4 separate regions of the Zea mays genome follow, and regions 2, 3 and 4 are each linked to region 1. Evidence: chromatin contacts called from public Hi-C data. All regions are on one chromosome and are shown on one strand. Each heading gives the region's core, a stretch centred on a gene start, on an enhancer-like site or on the middle of the called end of the contact. The rest is flanking DNA. Distances are from core to core; before and after follow the strand shown. Region 1 holds the start of LOC103643584 (probable glucomannan 4-beta-mannosyltransferase 2). Region 2 has its middle 66 kb from the start of LOC100275567. Region 3 holds the start of LOC100284984 (pectinesterase-1). Region 4 holds the start of LOC100275567.

Region 1 (2,826 bases), core at 133-2,632:
AGACTTGTATTACAATACGGTCTGGTGGCCATGTGAGGGCACACGCAGCGTCAATGGATAGCTTGTACACCTGTACAAAGAAACAAGCATTGCAATGATCCGGTGTCAAATTCTATAACATTGCAAGACGCACAAGAACATTGTTCAGACATCTAGGAAAACTACGGTTTTCTAGTGTTGTTAGTCTACTGCCAGCAATGCAAAGAAAAGACTAATCATGCATTAGTGACAGTGTCAGTACAGCAAGGAAAACGAGACTGTCCCCATCCATCTTAATACCACTGGTTTCCTTTAATTGACACTAGGATAGCTCGAGCAGACACTGCATTGTGCTCCACTTGTCCTCATTAATAGGATTCCTTTTCCTTTCTTTAGGCGCCCATGGTATTTTTCAGGTTTCATTTCATAACTGAACCACAATGCCGTCACTTGTATCATGATTGCACTAACCAAAGGAGCGTACGCGTAAACAGTGGAGCCCATTTCTGATACTAGCTCCACCTTACGACTTGAGAGTTGAGAAAGTACAGTACAAACACATCGAGAGACTTGTTCCTTTGAATCCATAATAAACTTCCCATCTCATTCAGAAACAGGAGGAAGGACCCCTGGACCCAAAATGCTCAGAAAATATCAGCATGATCCACGTCCAAAAAAAACCTCGGAATAAACTCATAACGCCGCATACTGCCTACGGTTATACAATCTAGCGACCGCGACGTGTAACAGGGAGAAAATGGGCCAGCAATTAATCAGGTCACAACACATGTAGCTTGTGCCCAAAAGTAGAACGCTCCCCACCTCCCGCTCGTTGTACATCGGGATCTGCACGAGCACCATGGGGAAGTCCGCCCCAGTGGCCGCCTCGACGTCGCAGCCTCCGGGCATGGGCTCCCAGCGGTACCTCGCGTCCGGGCGGCGCCACAGCATCGCGGCGGCGGAGGCGAGGCTGGCGAGGCCCATGTACGCGGCCTCGGCGACGAGCATCGCCGACGCCGCGAGGCACGCCCACACCGCCGCCCGCAGCGCCCACGCAGCGGCCGCGAGCGCCGGAACCGCCCAGGCCGCCATCTGGATGGGGGTGCCTTGCTTGGAGCGGACGGAACGGGAGGAGTGGGAGTGCGTGCGCCGCGTGCAGCAGCTCTGCCTGCGTGCGCTTTTTTGTTTTGTATTGAAAGGGAGGGGGGTTCCAGTAGTGGTGGTGGTGGTGGTGGTAGCGGTAGCGGTAGCTGGGGTCTGTGGTGTGGATGGCGGTGGCTGAGAGCGAGCGGCCCGCAACGCGATCGAGGAAGAGGAGGGAGGACATTTTGGATTGGATGTGGGGAAAGTTGCCAGGACGGATGTCCCCCGCTCCCGCTGGAATGGAATGCGCTTCCTGTACATGTGGGATACGATCTTTCTTGTTTCGATGACATAGGCTGGGCTCGATTTGCCTGGACCATACCCGCTCGGTGTTTGGTTTGAGATCTCACGAGTGAATAGTGACTGGCCCATAACGAGGGGATGGGCGGCCCGAGCAGTAGATAGGGTGGCCGTTGCCTGTTAGTCAGGTTAAAGTGTATTGTTTCTTATAATTTTTTTCCTTTTTTGCGTATACCATGATCTAACTTGCGGAGCAGCAGATTTATTTTATTTTCGGGCAGTTTATAGAGTCACGATCTTTGATTTGTTATCCTCACATAACTACCTTGTCTACTACTTATTAAAACTACAAGAGGTAGCATGCCTCCCCTGATTCTGCCTATGTCCTGTCCAACCCTGACCACCAAAAACCTCCGTCCATCCACCCACAACAATATCCCGTCCATCCACTGCATGTTGTTATAGGTGTACATTCGGGCCGCCCGGCCCGGCCCGGCCCAAGCCCGAAAAGGCCCGTATTATTTGAATTTCGGGCCGGCCCGGCCCGTTTGAATTTTGGGCCGTGCCGGGCCGGCCCATGGGCCTAGCCCTCGGCCCACGGCCCGGTCCGTAATTGCTTAAACGTGTCGGGCTCATTTCGGGCGGCCCGAAATTATAAAAGCCCGAAATTCAATTTTTGGCCCGAAATTCACATTAGGGCCCGAAATTCAGTTTTTGGCCCGAAATTCACATTAGAGCCCTAAATTCAAAAAATAATAAAACAAATAAAAGATAAGACAAATAAATTTGAACAAAATCAAACTTAATATTTGTATTAATTAAAGTTACCACAGCTATGCAATGACTACCTCATTTATAAATCATTTGTTAGAAGGAAAAAGAGTATAACCAGCTCTATACAAAGTTCGTAAGTTCAGTTTATTGTCTAATGTTCATAACAAAAGCAAAAATTACATCACACACTCTAATTCAAAGCTACAAAAAATATCTAACTAGCATTATCTCTAGCTTTATGTTCTTTATCAAGTATATGAAAGTGTGAAATTAAGTGTGGTTTTAATAAATATATGGGCCTTTTCGTGCCTCTATATGGGCCATTTCGTGCCTGCCTTAAACGGGTCGTGCCCGTGCCCGCCCATGGGCCGTGACCTCGGCCCAAACCCGGCCCGATATAACGGGTCGTGCCGGCCCGGCACTAAATTATTTCGGGTCGTGCTGTGCCTGGGCCGTGCTTTTTTTCCGTGCTTCGGGCCGGCCCATCAGGCCCGACCCAAATGTACACCTATACATGTTGTGCCCACCCCCGCCCCCTCTATCCTCATCCCCAAGCTGTCAACAACCTCCTCGCCATCTGCCGCACTCCACCAACAACCGCCCATGCCATCTGCGCTAGTTTTGCACTCTGCCTCCATCACGCCGCCACACTGCGTGCTCCAACTGCGCTCTCGCTAGCATGCCTCGAGG
Region 2 (2,826 bases), core at 167-2,666, 200 kb after region 1:
GCCTTTTTTGTCATGTTATTCATGGAGTTCTACAACAGAGCAGATCGGGACTTTGAAACTATGATCAACGATGTAAGTCAAACAAACCAAGGTCAGTAAGTGATATAGTTGTACAATAATAAATTTATACTAATCAATAATAACTTCATGATGTACAGTTATATATGGTTGATCATTAATAAACTTGATGTTAGTAAGTAGTATTTTTAGAACTTCAGTACCAACTACATGCATATTGTTCAATACTAACTATAGATTGGTTAGTACTAACTATAGATTGAACAGTAATAACTACATATTGCTAAGTAACAACTAGATATTGTACTGGATACATATATATCATTCAGTAATATTTTTAGATTTGACAAACCATTGTTATGTTGTATGTTATTTTTTCGCAGGAAAAAGTACAACAACATCTTGCTCAGGGCACGTATCCTCTACTCCATGTTGTTTCATTTCATGAACAAAGCAAAAAAGGCATTTCCCTATTACCCTAGAGAAGTATGATCCTCCGTCGCTCTTCCCATTTCAAGACGTGCCTAGCTCAGCCCTAAATCGTTAAAAACAATATTATTTGTGTCATATGTAGTACAACTTCCTAATGTGATGGGATGTAAAAAACACATACATTTCTCTCCCTTGCGTGGGTTTTGTGAACTTATTTATACTACCAAACAGAAGGGAAATTGTTCGGATTATTATTTACGAAATGTTCGGTTATTATTGAAGCAATGTTTGGATATTACTAACGGTTTTTTCGGTACTACAAAGAAACGATCAATTATTACAAAAAGAACATTCGGTTTTTTAATCAAGAAACGTGCGTTTATTACCGACAGTTTTTAGGGCACTACAGAGAAAACATCAAGTTTGTTTTTTACTGCAAAATCACACGTTTATTACCGCAAGAACGTATGGCTTGTTACTCAAGAAACGTGTGTTTATTACCGATAGTTTTTCCTGAGTACTATAGAGAAAAGGTAAAGCTTGTTTTTTTAACTGAAAATCGTGTGTTTATTACTGAAGAAATACTCGATTATTACTGGCGAAAGTTCAATTATTACCGAAGATTTCGAACCACTAATGAATACCATCGCACCCAAAAAATGCACACGAAGTTACTTCATCATGTACAAAAAAGGAAAAAGTGATGCTATATATATTGCATCATGATAGATTTTGAGTGTGCATTATGTTGAATTTGTAATTCAAGTTTTATCATAATCAGAAAGAATAGAAATTAGAAAAGAAATAAGAAATAGAAAATAAAAAGGAGCTCTTACCTTCCTGGGCCAGCTTCTCCACCTTCCGGCCTAGATCCCCGCACCCGCGAAGCCCATCTCCAGCCAGCCCACACCATGCCAGCCTTGCTCGTCCGCACATCTCAACCTAGGACACGCGCCGATATGTGGGCCCCACTAGCCAGTCTTCCAGCCACGCTCGTACACCACTTGTCTTCACACATCGACAGACCTATGGGGTCCTAGCGACATCCTCAATACCCACCCAACACACACAGATGAGAGCACCTAGAGGGGGTGAATAGGTGATCCAATAAAATTCAACTCAAATAGCCACAAAACTTAGTTATTAAAGTTAGAACGGCTAAGTGGCTTGAAACGAGCTCTTGTGAACACAGACAATCAAAGAGAAAGCACACAAGAGACACGCAATTTTTATCCTGTGGTTCAGCCAAGTAACACTTGCCTACTTCCACGTTGTGGCGTCCTAATGGACGAGGGTTGCACTCAACCCCTTTCAAGTGATCCAATGATCAACTTTAATACCATGGCTTTCTTCCTTAGTCTTTTCTCCCGTTTGCGAGGAATCTCCACAACCTGGAGCCTCTCGCCCTTACAATAATGATCACAAAAGAAGCACAAAAGTAAGGGAGGGGAGAGCAACACACACAAGACTCAAATCACAGCACAATCACGCACACAAGTCACAACTTGAGCTCAAAACACAACTCTCGGAGTTCACAACTCAAATGGAGCTCAAGTCACTATATCAAGGAATCAAATGCGCGAAGTTGGAGTCTTGGAGTCTTAGAATGTTTCTCGTAAGCTTGGGTGACTCCTCCATGCGCCTAGGGGTCCCTTTTATAGCCCTAAGGCAGCTAGGAGCCGTTGGAGGCCAACAAGGAAGGATATCCTTGCCTTCTGTCGGGTGGTGCACCGGACAGTCCGGTGCGCCACCGGACAGTCACTGTAGACGGTCCGGTGTCGATCTCCTTCCTATTCTAGCGCATACGACCGTTGCATCTCCGGGCCAGATGGCGCACACCGGACAGTCCGGTGCCCCCTACCGACCGTTGGCGTGGGCCACACGTCGCCCGTGGATTGCGCGGCCGACCGTTGCGCTGGCGACCGTTGGCTCACCGGACAGTCCGGTGCACCACCGGACAGTCCGGTGAATTATAGCCATACGCCGCCGATTTTTCCCAAGAGTGGCATGTTCACCGGACACTGTCTGGTGCACCACCGGACAGTTCGGTGTGCCAGACCGAGCAGGACTTCGGCTGCACCAAGCCAAGTCATTTGCAATTCTTTTCTTCTCACTGTTTCTAGCACTTAGATAAAACATATTAGTACTTAAAACTATGTACTAAGTCTAGAAACATACCTTCTCTTCGATTTGCACTTCTCTCTTCATTTAGCATATAAGAACTTATTTAAATGTGTTGGGCACTTAATCACCAAAATATAATAGAAATTGCCCAAGGGCACATTTCCCTTTCAACAGAACACTAACATGTGGCACTACAAGAGCTACAGTCATTTTCGGCGGACAGAAGCCACTGAAAATAAGGCCTTTGCCGCC
Region 3 (2,826 bases), core at 171-2,670, 150 kb before region 1:
TTGCAGGTGGCGGCGCACTTGGTGAGGAGGTCGTCGCAGGTGTACACCAGTGCGCCTTCCCAGTGGAGATGGAACACGCAAAAACCAACGCGGTGCGACAGCGGAGAGGAGCGAGATCGAGGGCGAGAGTTTGGGGCAGCGAGAGCAGAGGATAGGAGAGGAAAGGAAGAGAGCAGATCCTCACCGGGGAGAAGGCAGCAGGGAGGGTCGTCGTCGGGGCTGTGCGTCGCCGCCGTGCCGGTCGCGTCAAAGCCGCCGTCGCGTCGGTCGCGTGTGTCCAGGCTTCGATCCGGAGGGTACCACACAAGGGTTGGTTCCGGGCCGTGAGGTGAAGGAAAATTTTAATCCGGGTCAGTTTCCATTCCAATTCGGGCTGAAACGAACAATATAAATAAGTTCTACCAAATTTCAAACCAGGCCCATTCGTTCCACCCGGAACAAGGCCTGGAATGGGATGATCCTCTGGAAACGAACGAGGCCTCAGGAAATAGCATCTATTTTCAAGCAATTTGTAGAACAACACATGTTTCACTAAATTAATTCGAAAACAACACTCCATCTATATTTTGCATTCCTTTATTACTTACACCACATACAAATGGACCAAATTACCCCTATTCATTTCACAACCATATTTTTTACCTCTTCTGTTCATAAGAAAAACATAAATAGATAAAATATATGAGCTCCATTTTTATAGTGTTAAACATACAAATAGGCACATATTTTTTTACGAAGGAAGAAGCTTAGATTTAACCGTTGAACTTCAAACACAGGTATCTTCAGCATCAAACTATTAAAAGTAAACATACTTGGTTCACAGCAAGGTCTTCGACTGTACTCCCTCCATTCTTTTTTTATTTGACGTGTTTTTTTTTCAAAAACATCAATCATTTGTATCATTCAAAAAATTTATATGTTCTATAAAAATTACTCCCTCTATCCCAAAATATAGTTTTAAAATTCAACGGTTAAAGCTAGACGTTGTCCTTTATAGAATATCTATGTTTAATTTATTTGTATGTTTAACACCATGCTTAATAATATAGAAATAGAGCTCATATATTTGTATACATTTATGTCGTTCTTATGGATAAAATAGAAAAAAAACAAGGGTGGAAAATAGGGGCAATTTGGTCCATTTGCTAGTGAGGTGAAAATAAAAGAATGAATAATATAGATGGAGTGTAGTTTTCTAAATTTATTTAATGAAACTGGTACTATTTTTTGAATTGCTGGAAAACGAGCGATATTTTCTAAATACTGTCTCAAACTAGTGTTGTTTTGTGGATTCTTCCCACTTTTGTTGGCTAGCGAGAATTCACACGCTGATCTCCTCGTAACAAAATTTGACCCACTTGTCAGCCGATCCCGTCAACGGTTTGTTTGAACTAATAGCTGTTGGAACGAAGCGGCTGGAAGAAAATGTTCCTCGCAAAGTTTGGCTGACGGCACCCACCGCCCACAGAAGCGCACCTCTGTTCTTTGGTGTGTGGCCGTGTGGATTCAAAACCGCTGACCGGCCGCTTATTTAAGCCCTTGCCCCGCCGGTTTTCTCTTCTCCCGTCGGCGCTGGTCCACGCGGCTCCAACACCTGCCTGCCTGCCTGATTCTTACACCAACCAACCACGCGCGCCAAGCCGAATTCGTCTTCCACCGATCCGCCCCGCCCGTTTCCCATTGCTTAGCTTGCTATGGCGCAGCAGCAGCCGGTGCGGCGGATTCTGAAGGTGGCACCGCCGGGGAAGGGGGACGGGGAATCCTTCCCCACGGTGCAGGCGGCGGTCGACGCGGTGCCGCTGGGCAACCGGGCGCGCGTCGTCATCCGCCTCGCGCCGGGGGTCTACAGGGAGCCTGTCTACGTCGCCAAGACCAAGAACTTCATCACCGTCGCGGGGGCCTCGCCCGAGGCCACCGTCGTGTCATGGGACAACACCGCCACGCGCATCAGGCACTCGCAGGTACGCCGCGGCGTCTGCTCCCTTCTCCGCCTGCCTGCGTCCAGCTCGACGAAATGCCCGACAGGCTTGTGTGCATGTGCTACGGTCGCTATGATTAGTAGGTCCCAAGGATCGGATTTTAGCTGAGCTGATTAACGTAAACCTTTCTTAGCTTCCGCCACATAGTTTGATCAAAGTCATGCAGATGTTTGGAGTTTTATCATAAGATGCATGTGTCTTCACATTAAAAGCAGACACAATACTGCTGGTGCATATGCATATATATAGAGACAACCAAGAAACTGTTCCTGCATGGTTTCACCAATTTCATTCCTCGAAATGTGCTTAATATTTTGACTAATTCTTATTTACATATCTCATAACGATGAACTGCTGCTGTTTTCTTTTTCTCTCATAAAGTCATCCAGGGTTATAGGAACTGGAACATTCGGCTGTGGTACGTTCATCATTGAGGGGGAAGATTTCATTGCAGAGAATATCACGTTTGAGAACTCAGCTCCCCAGGTACTGGTTCTACGCTTCTTGTTCTCCTGGCACAAACAGAAACAGATGATCATGGGATCGGAAGTTGATGTGTGCTTGCTAACTAGTCATGATCACAGGGCTCTGGGCAGGCCGTTGCAGTCCGGGTAACCGCAGATAGGTGTGCTTTCTACAACTGCCGGTTCCTCGGTTGGCAAGTACGTACGTCTGTCTCCTTAGCTCCTGACTCAACAACAACCACAGATATAATTTTTAGTAACATTTGGAAACTCTAATTCTAATCAAAATTTAACAGGACACATTATACTTACACTACGGGAAACAGTACTTAAGAGACTGTTATATTGAAGGCCATTGTGACTTCATCTTTGGTAACTCTGTC
Region 4 (2,826 bases), core at 153-2,652, 140 kb after region 1:
TACTAGAACTTGTGGTAGCAGTGCTTGTGCCGGTCGGTGTCCTGTGGTTGTCTGACCACCGACACAAGGAAGAGGGGGGCATCATCGATGTTGATGGCAGCACTGCCACCAAACAAGGCCAGAGCATCCTCTTATTCGTTATGGTCTTTGAGCCGGTACTCCTCCTCCACAACGGCCGGATCAATATCATCGTCCATGCCATAGAAAGCTAGACCAGCGAAACCCCCACTGTCTGTCCAGCTCCTCTTCAGCGACTTTGGTCCCTCGACGTCTAAGCGGCACCTTCACAAGAATGATACCTACAAAGAACAAGAAGATCTGGAAAAGAACAACAATGCGAGGAGGAGGAGGAGCACGATACAAAGAGTAAGAACTCACCTATGTAGCAGGAGCACTTGAGACGCCCGAGTGGTTGCGAGCACCACCGCGAGGAGGAGGAGCACCGTCGTTGGGCTAAGAGGAAGCTAGGATGGGGATTAGGGTTCGGGATGTGAGAGTATGGAAGGGGATGAGAGGAGATGAGGGGAAAGAGAGGAGATTCGATATTATAGATGTCCAAACAAGCAGTCGCTGGCAACCATCACGCGTCGGTCGTCGCCGTCGTCGGGCAGTTGAGCCTGGAGAGGCGATTTCACCGTCCGCCAGAAGAGGAGGGAGAGGGATTTAGGGTTTCCACAACGGATGCAATGAGGGAGTATGGGGGTGTCGGGGGAGTCGGGTGTGGACTGTGCCGCGTATATGCAGAGGGGGAGCAGGGGAGTCGGGATGGCTTTCGTGCCACTTGTTATCCCGTGTCGAGCCGGGCCGAGCATGGCGTGCCGACCCGGGCCGAGCACGGCGTGCCGACCATGGAGCCCAAACACAGCACGGTCGCCGTGCCGGCCGGCCCGAGCCCAATGTCCACTGTGTCGGGCCGATTTCGTGCTGGGCTAAAATAGTGTCGGGCTTCGAACCAAACAGGTGGAACCAAACAGGTGGCACCCGTGAACCAAACAGGTGGCATCACTATCCGTGAGCAATCTAACGAGGCCACTAATTTTTCACTCACCGCCTCCAGCTCCCATAGCATTACAACTGCTATAACATATATACAACCTAGGGGGAGCTTTAGCGAAACCGCTGCCTACACTACACACGTCCTCGCTCTGCAGTGCACGTTGTGTTGTGGTTGTGGGCAGAAAAAGAAAAGAGAAAGAGGAAACGATCGTGGCAGCGTGGGAAGGCACAGCCAGGTGTCCGACGACGGCGACGCGCGGGGCGAAAAAGGCGAAGGGCGAGCGAGGAGGAGAATCAAATAACGCAGCCCGGAGGCCACAAGACGAGCTTGTGGCTGTGCGCCCCTCGCCGTGGCCCCCACCCACCTTCTTCCCCTCTTATACCCTCCCCTGCCGCCCACGGCCAGGCCAGAGCAGATATCATCCGTTCGTTTGTTTGCCCTTTTTTGCCGGCCTCCTCGTCTCTTCCGGTTCCGGCTACAAGTGAAGTGAGCTCGGCCGTCTGTTGCCTAGCGTGCTGCTTCGTTCGTCGTTGGCTTGCAGCAGCTTGCCGAAGAGAAGAAAGCAGCAGGCCCGGAGCTTTCTGTTTGTTTGGATCCGAGTGAGAAGAAGATGGTGGCCGAGTGCCACGGAGGAGGAGGAGCAGCAGCAGGAGGAGGGGACTTTCTCATCAAGCTCTTCGGGATGACCATCCCCGTGCCGGAGTGCGGCGACGCCAAGGTTGGACGATTTTATACATAAATAATCTTGTTTGCTGTGTTAATTAATTGTTTTCCTGCTGTCTTCAGTTCATTTAATTAATTGTTTTACTTCTCTTGTTTATGATACAACACAACCGGTAGATCTGTAGCCTTGTGTGCAATTAAGGCGTATGAAATCCCAAATTTTACAACTGTTTTCCGACATGTACGTACGGGAGCTGATCAAATGAAATTTTATCTTTCTACTAGGATCTTCAGCAGAGCAAGAGCAACAGGTGGACCGAGCAGGATCAGGATTCCCATGGCCTGGAGACCGCGCCCGCGCCCGCGCACACGGACACCTCCGACCCGTCCCCGCAGCCGGAGGTCGTGGACGCCGAGGACCCCACGGAGACGCAACAGAGGCCCTGCAACGGCGACGGCGACGGCGATGCTGCCGGCCAGAGGGAGAAGCTGAAGAAGCCCGACAAGGTGCTGCCGTGCCCGCGCTGCAACAGCATGGACACCAAGTTCTGCTACTTCAACAACTACAACGTCAACCAGCCGCGCCACTTCTGCAAGAACTGCCAGCGGTACTGGACGGCCGGTGGCGCCATGCGCAACGTGCCCGTGGGGGCCGGCCGCCGCAAGAACAAGAACGCCGCCGCCTCGCACTTCTTCCAGAGGGTCCGGGCGACCAACGCCACGGTGCTCAGCTTCGGGGGCCATGGCGGCGCGCCTCCTGCTGCCCGCTTGGACCTGGACCTCGCCGAGCAGCTGAGCCACCAGCTGGCCCCGGTCAGGAGCGCCGGCGACGCGGGCCGCCCTTGCAGCGAAGGATCGAGCAGCAGGGACGGCAACGGCAGCAGGTCTTCTGTAGACGAAGCTGCAGCAAACGCAGACGACGGGTCAGTGCAGCAGCACCCAGGCCCAGCAAGCATGAACAGCAGCGGGGCAACCGTGTGGCCGCCGTACAGCTGCGCCCCAGCTCCGGCGGCGTACTTCCCCCAGGGCATCGCGATTCCGATCTACCCGGCCGCACCGGCCTACTGGGGCTGCATGGTTCCCGGAGCTTGGAGCCTGCCATGGCCGGTGCAGCACCCGTCGTCGTCGTCGTCGCCCACCACCACCAGTGCTCCTTCAGTCGTCTC

Evidence for each region. A called contact is a pair of places that touch in the nucleus more often than the background predicts.
Region 2: a Hi-C map of leaf shows a contact between it and region 1, with 7 times the contacts expected there. The contact joins the enhancer-like site here to the promoter of LOC103643584 in region 1. A contact is called at or near these places in 7 of 25 Hi-C or Micro-C datasets (bundle sheath, ear, leaf and 1 more).
Region 3: a contact with region 1 is called in a Hi-C map of leaf, with 3 times the contacts expected there. The contact joins the promoter of LOC100284984 here to the promoter of LOC103643584 in region 1. A contact is called at or near these places in 2 of 25 Hi-C or Micro-C datasets (leaf and tassel).
Region 4: a contact with region 1 is called in a Hi-C map of leaf, with 6 times the contacts expected there. The contact joins the promoter of LOC100275567 here to the promoter of LOC103643584 in region 1. A contact is called at or near these places in 9 of 25 Hi-C or Micro-C datasets (bundle sheath, ear, endosperm and 2 more) and 1 of 3 datasets of contacts at active chromatin or transcription factors (leaf).

Annotation. Positions count from the first base shown.
Region 1 is chr1:248,254,176-248,257,001 of Zm-B73-REFERENCE-NAM-5.0, forward strand. LOC103643584 (probable glucomannan 4-beta-mannosyltransferase 2) reads right to left here and starts at 1,383. Exons shown (of 9, transcript XM_035964290.1): 1 at 802-1,383; 2 at 1-70.
Region 2 is chr1:248,455,990-248,458,815 of Zm-B73-REFERENCE-NAM-5.0, forward strand. No RefSeq gene overlaps it. Among protein-coding and RNA genes, the nearest start is that of LOC100275567, 66 kb to the left of the region's middle. Within about 2 kb of position 1,417, at least 17 of the 20 cell types and tissues checked have an H3K27ac peak or open chromatin away from gene starts, as enhancers often do. A contact at or near this core is called in bundle sheath, ear, leaf and 1 more, where this site is marked.
Region 3 is chr1:248,107,225-248,110,050 of Zm-B73-REFERENCE-NAM-5.0, forward strand. LOC100284984 (pectinesterase-1) reads left to right here and starts at 1,421. Exons shown (of 6, transcript NM_001157879.1): 1 at 1,421-1,961; 2 at 2,361-2,465; 3 at 2,564-2,641; 4 at 2,740-2,826. The coding sequence starts at 1,695.
Region 4 is chr1:248,390,310-248,393,135 of Zm-B73-REFERENCE-NAM-5.0, forward strand. LOC100275567 reads left to right here and starts at 1,403. Exons shown (of 2, transcript NM_001371655.1): 1 at 1,403-1,715; 2 at 1,946-2,826. The coding sequence starts at 1,608.